Regions from separate parts of the Zea mays genome. Here region 2 is linked to region 1. The links are chromatin contacts, called in public Hi-C maps. All regions are on one chromosome and are shown on one strand. The core of a region is the stretch at or near the end of the contact, and the rest is flanking DNA. Distances in the headings are between cores, read along the strand shown. Region 1 holds the start of LOC100284886. Region 2 holds the start of LOC100281046.

Region 1 (3,283 bases), core at 146-2,645:
CCCGGTTGCGCATGCTGGAAGAAGGGTTCACGGATGTCACCTGGCTCAGAGGAAGCACCACCTGCAGGTATACTTCGCATATGGTTACCCTTTTTTTTTTTGTTCTGTCAGTCGTCTACGACTCACAGGGAACTGAAGAAGATGCAGGCAACTGAACTGAATTTCTGAATGCGACTGAAAGGCAGGCTGCTACTCGCCTTGTAGTACATGCACTCGTGCGGCTGGCCGGCAGGGCCCTGGTAGCAGAGCGGGCTGTCGCTGCAGAAGGCGAGGCGCGCCGTGGAGAGGTAGAGCGTGCCGATGACGGGCCCCGAGGAGGTGGAGAGGTAGCAGGCGTAGGCCTTGCGGAGCTGCTCCCCGGGCATGGCGCCGAACGTCTGGTAGAACACCCTGTCGTGGCCGCCCTCCGCGTACACCTTGGTCCCCTGCGTCAGCCGCGCCACCGCCGCGTCCGCCATGTTCGGCGCCGTCCGGACTGTCCGCCAAGGGGGAGCAGCAAGTCACACATCGGAAGCCATAGCGTGCGTATCATGACGATTGGCGAACTGATCAGAGACAGACAGAGAGAGATAGAGAGGATCAAAGCATGGGGCACGCACGGTGGTGCCAGATGTTGCCGGTGGCGTCGGCGGCCTTGCGGGTTCCGTCCTCGAGCAGCTTGCCGTAGCGGCCCAGCGCCTTCCTGACGGCTGCAACGACGCATCCAAGCGAACAAAACACGTAAGCAGGCTGAGGATTTCTCTTGCTTCAAGGGGGGCGCAAAGGATGAGCGAGAGCAGATTCAGGCGCGCACTCTGGCAGGTGGACGGTGCGGCAGACGCGGGGGTGACGACGACGTAGGGGTTGCCCACGCCGTTGCTCGCCGCCGTCACGGCCACGGCCGTCGCTGCCTGAGGCGGCGGCGTGGCCAGCTGCTGGTCGCCGTACGCCTGCCCGTGCCCGGCCGGGTAGCCCGGCGGCGGAGCAGCCCACTGCGACGCCATCTGTTCACTGGCGGATTGGATGGAACTGGAGGGGTCGAGGCGTCCGCCGGCACCGTGGATCGATTCGATCAGGGCTCAGGGGAGAGGGGAGGGAGGAGAGGACCGGAGGAGAAAAGCGGGCGATCTGGTCTTGCGGAACGGAACTGCGGGCGGTTTGCTTTCTTTACGTGCTGAATCGGAGGTAGCCAGCCACTTCTCCAGTGGCGACGAGTCGAAGGTTCTGTGGGTCGACGAGGGGGGAAGACAAGTGGAATATTTTTGGGGTTCGCACTTCACATCGCGTCCGGGTCCGGCTGTCCGCGTACGTCTGCCGCACCGAATCCGCTGGGCGGGCAGGGCAGGGCGGTGCGCCGAATCACCGGCGCGGCGATCGATGCCCCCACGCCGGCGCGGCGCCTTCATGAGGAAGGAAAAGGAACTGCTGACCGAGACAGGAACGACATCGGGTTCTGGTCAGCACTGGGCTGATGGTTGTGGGCTTCTGGCCTACGAGAGTTGAGCCTTGGAAGCAAGTTGTTTGAAGATGGAATGCACTAGTGGACTTGTCCCATCGGACCTATTCAGTGGCCCAGTAAAACAGAGGGTGCTTTGGGCTTAAAACCGACCGACCATGTCTGATATAGGCCGGACGACCACGTTTGAAAACTCGAATTCCCTAAGGCCCCGTTTGTTTCCTTTCATTTCGAGGAATTGGAATCTTACTAATGGAATAGACTACTTTTGTAGAATATGACATTCCACCACTTTCTAAAGTTATCATATAAACCTACCTCAAATTCATGAGGTGAGCGATTGAAATGGATTCTATAGATTTACATGCTATTTTTTCGATGTACAACTTATAGAATATTCTTCTACTTGCGCCTCTATAACATAAATGTAGTATATAACTATCTCTCTCATATGATTTAGGATAATATACAAATATATTACATATATAAATATATAAACTTAATTAGTTTTGTCTAAATTATAATTATTAAAATGGAATTCAATTCCAACGAAACAAAAAAAAATGAAGGAGTAATAGGGAAATTAGTTCATTTCTTCCTTATTCCCCTCAAATGACAGGGGATTTGAATTTTAAACTACCCTACACACGAAATGTGTTAGTGCATCTTAACGGTGGGACCATGACATCCTATGGTGAGACTGCCTGGTGGGTTTTATGACGTGTGGGTTTGCGGGTTGCCTTGTGCAGGCGACCATTGGTGCTAGCTAGAGAGTCATTGGCAGCGGTAACGATTGGACCGCTAGCCCTGGCGATGGGACTACTTTGGGTCGTCAGTCTCTTGGAAGCCATAAACTAGTCGAGTCGAGCCTAAATTTTTAGCCCGTCGGCGCAATAAGCCGAACCAAGCCGGCTCATTTCAGCTCGCAAGGTGCACCAAATTATTCAACCTACACAATAATGAAGTATATTAAACAAAATTATAAATGTCTGATTCATTCTTTAATCTTGAATGATGAATATATGACAATTTCTAATTTAGATTACTCTCAATATAGAATGATGATTCTATATATTACATTTATAGATTATTAATTCAATATATAATACAATATTATTTTAAAAGGTGCAGCTTGCGGGTCGAGCCGAGCCGGCTCGCAAGCCAACATCGAGCCAAGCCTCCTTACGCAGCTCGTTGAGTGAGCGAGCCGAGCAAAGTCGAACTTGATTAGCTAGCAAGCCGCATTGAGCCAAGCTCGACTCGACTCATTTCTAACCCTAGCCATCTCAGATAGCAAGGGGAAAACAACTAGTTCTTCCCCTCTTTTACAAAAAGAGACATGGTCAGTCGAGAGGGGTTACTCGCCATATTGGGGACTTAGTACCCATATGTCAGGGTGCTTGGTGTTAAACACCAAATTCGACGGCACTAGTACTATCAAATGGTTCGACCCTCTGATAGTCCGGCTTGTTAGGACAGACCACCCAATATTAGATTTGTTCGAGCGAGAGTCTTGATTTGTTGCGAGATATTCCTTGTTTCTTTGTGGTGTCTTGATGGATTTCAGTTACGATAAGGTCCAAACCTCTTTCCTTATTAATATGAAGGAGAACAATCAAATCGAACAAATATATCTATATTATTTGTCTTCATGCCTAGCTCTATTTGTAGTCCCACACTATTAATCTTTTCCTCTCTTCGGCTCTATGTCATCTATAGACACTTTGGGTGGCATGTTAATCCCGAATCAACCCTATGATTTTTTATCCCCAACAGGGACACTCTGAGGAGATGAGGTCTAGGTTTACCTGAGATCCCTTTGCGCCATCACAAACAGTTTGTCGTCTA
Region 2 (3,324 bases), core at 153-2,652, 170 kb after region 1:
AACTATTTTAGTTCATGAGTTCATTTTCTAACTAATTGATATATTAAACTAAAGTTGTGACGCAAGAACAATACCAAAATAATAAAGACGACATAACGATGAATATCCGACGGATGAGATTCAACTTCTATATAATGACTCTAGTATTCATGAGGGCAACTAACAAAATTGTGAGAGAATTCAAAAATCTAAAGCCTCGAGGATCCATGAAAATTCGTCAACCTACGCAGGTGGCAGGTATATGTCAAATTTGTCGTGTACACACAACTATCAGGTGACAACTTTAGTTAAAATCTGTTGATTTTATTATCAACAAGATCTAATGTATTGTGTATATAAGTTGTTGACGCTCATTCTGCTGCTTCGCGTGATCACCTTTGTTGACTTGGTTGTGGGGCTATGGTAGAGACAAGTCAAGTGGTCAGCGGAAATCGATAGCTGCCTAGCCAGATGATAGGATGAATCATAAAGGGGTGAGGTTCAGATACCATCGTCACAAGCGAATTAGGTTTGACGTTTCATGCAAGCATCGATTGGTCATTAAACAAATATTTTATCTTATATTCTTTGTCTTTTTTTAGACTTTGGTTAGCATATACTACAACAAAGTTATGAATCATGTATTACCAATCACTATATTAAACCCTTGATTAATTATGTTGCACAAAATTTAGAGAAAAATATTTAGAAACACAAAATTTAGACTATATATACACATAATTCTCTTGTTTGTGTCTCAGCCTTGGGAGGGGCCATGGCCCCTGCCGGGCCCCTTGGCTCCGCCCCTGCTGACGTCTCACTTCTCATTATACGAATTCGTCGTCTATTTTATCGATCCGATGTTGTACCAGCATATTTACTTCTGTATTTATTAATAGACTATATTTATAGACAGTTCATTGTTTATTAAAGTCTTTTAATTATCTCTGATATTTAGAGAACTATTTTAATGTCCCTTCGCTATACATGTCCTAACGGAGACACTAATAACGTTCAACAAATCCGGAAAACCGATGTGTTCCTAGTTTGCGATAAGCAAATTTCGAGAGTAATACCCGGGGCGACGCATGGCCGGCCCGGCAGTCTCCTATGCCTCGCACGCAAGGACGGACGGGCACGCGAGAAGGGGATGGGCCGCGACCAGTGACCGTGAGCCCATTGAAACGTCACAGCCCCGGCTCTCTGTCCCCGCTTCGCATTTCCTTTCCACCCAAAGTCTCCCTCACCTGCCAGTCTGCCACTCGCTCGCTCTCTTCCACAACCCGCTTCCCCCAAAAACCAGATCTACCACCTGCTCGGCCTTAGGGCGCTTCTTGGGCCGAGCCCTAGCAGTCCGGAATTCCGATCTCGGCCACCACCTCCTCTTCTCTCCTCTCCTCTCCTGAAAGCAGTAAGCTCCTCCGTTGCCATACTCGTCCGCCCGGTCTCCCTCCCCTCCCCTGCTCCAGCTCGTCTGGTGGCGTTATGATTTCCTCGCGCTCGCGAGTTCATCCTAGATCTGCATGGTCTGGGCTAGATTCCGCCGGATCTGTGGCGGCCGTTTAAATCTGTGGGCTTTTATTTTGCTGCGTTTAAGCGCGATTTTGAAAGGTTTTCGCCCGTCCCGATTTGGGCCTAGTGGGCCATGCTGGGATTTCTTCCGATTTCCTGAAATTTTACCGGTCGGTGTGCGGTCTACAAGTCCAGGCCATAGAGGAGCTCCCGTGGCTGCTGTTCATAGTAGGATTTCGAATTTGGGGCGCGAGGTTCTGTTCCGCGGGCCAGATGAGATCTGTAGTCTCCTCCATGCGCCATGGCAGTAATTTGGGGAAAACTCTGCGGCGAGCGGACTTTTGATTCTCAGTCAGCTGTGTCGACTGGGAAACGCTCAGGTGATTGAATTCAGAAGTTTGCGGGTACATAATCATGTGGCACATTCTTGCGAGACCAAGGATGCTTAGGGTTTGAGCAGCTGTGGACATGGTCTGAAGCTCTGTAGCTTAACCGTGTCATGCAGCCCCCTTTGAAGTTCTATAGCTTAAACCATGGCATGGTGAAAGCCCAAGCTCAATGGCGCTCCAGTGTCTCACGCACGAATTGAAGATGGCACTAGCAAGTAGTGTTTCGTCTAAACAAGGAAAAGAAAGTTAGGATTTTGGTGATTTATGAGCTTGTTCAAGAATACGAGTGGTTGAGGAAGTAAGGGCATACGTTTTTGGCTTTTATGCATTTTGTTTGACGGTATGTCTTATTAAAAACATTATAAGCATTATTTGTTTTGCTATAACTTATTTTATCATTAAAGATAGTTTAATAATGACTTGTTTATTTTATTATCTGTAAAAAAATGAATAAGACAAACTGCCAAACATGATATCTAAAAACCAAAAGCGTCGTCTATTTTAGGATGGAAGTTGTAGTGCTTAATTCTTAATAGGAACAATTGGATCTATACCATTAAAAGATCCAAACTTTAGATATATACTATGGACCCCACATGTCATTGACTCATGTGGACCCACATGTAAGTGAGATAGTAATGGTATGGATCCAAAGTGGTGATCTTTTAATGGTATGGATCCAAATTTCCCTTCTTAATAATAATACAACTTACTGGAGTTGTGCGAGTTCCTCTTATTACTAGGCCTTTTTGTTGCGAAACTATGATGTATTTGTCAGTTCTGTTATGTTCAAAGATTGAATCCTATTTTGATGTCATTTTCGCGCTTCCACAATGTCCTGATTTTACCATTGCCATGACTTACAGATCTCAAAAGTTCAGCGGGTAGCCTATCAAGATGGCCGAGGAAACTGCCAATGACGCTCAGGTGGCACAAGATAACGAGATTGCTCTCAGCAATGAGGCAATCCAAGGTGATGAGTTGGTCCATGTTGAAGAGCTGTCCCAAGGTGATGATTTGGTTCAAGGAAATGAGCTAGTTGTTTCTGAGGTGACAACTCCTACTATTGGAACCAGACGCAGGAGAAAGAAGTCTTTGGTATGGGAGCACTTCACTATTGAAGCCGTCGCAGGTGGGGCCACTAGGGCATGCTGCAAGCTCTGCAAGCAAACCTTTGCTTACAGCTCTGGTTCAAAGATTGCTGGGACTAGCCATCTCAAGAGGCACATCACCTTGGGCTCTTGTCCTAAGATAAAGAATCAAGAGCAGAGGCTGGCGCTGCCTTCAACTGGAGGGACTGACAATGATGGCGAGGGAACTATAGAGCGGCGAACCAAGAGACGCTACAGATACACTGGTTATGCAAATGCTGCTTTTGATCAGGACCGCAGTTGCTCATACTTGGCAAAGTTGATCATTCAGCATGACTACCCACTTCACATTG

Evidence for each region. A called contact is a pair of places that touch in the nucleus more often than the background predicts.
Region 2: a Hi-C map of tassel shows a contact between it and region 1, with 1.6 times the contacts expected there. The contact joins the promoter of LOC100281046 here to the promoter of LOC100284886 in region 1. A contact is called at or near these places in 4 of 25 Hi-C or Micro-C datasets (ear, leaf, leaf mesophyll and 1 more).

The regions. Positions count from the first base shown.
Region 1 is chr5:8,851,014-8,854,296 of Zm-B73-REFERENCE-NAM-5.0, forward strand. LOC100284886 reads right to left here and starts at 1,396. Exons shown (of 4, transcript NM_001157781.2): 1 at 794-1,396; 2 at 600-689; 3 at 198-475; 4 at 1-61. The coding sequence starts at 983.
Region 2 is chr5:9,024,672-9,027,995 of Zm-B73-REFERENCE-NAM-5.0, forward strand. It overlaps LOC100281046, which reads left to right and starts at 1,403. Exons shown (of 2, transcript NM_001153965.2): 1 at 1,403-1,871; 2 at 2,747-3,324. The coding sequence starts at 2,778.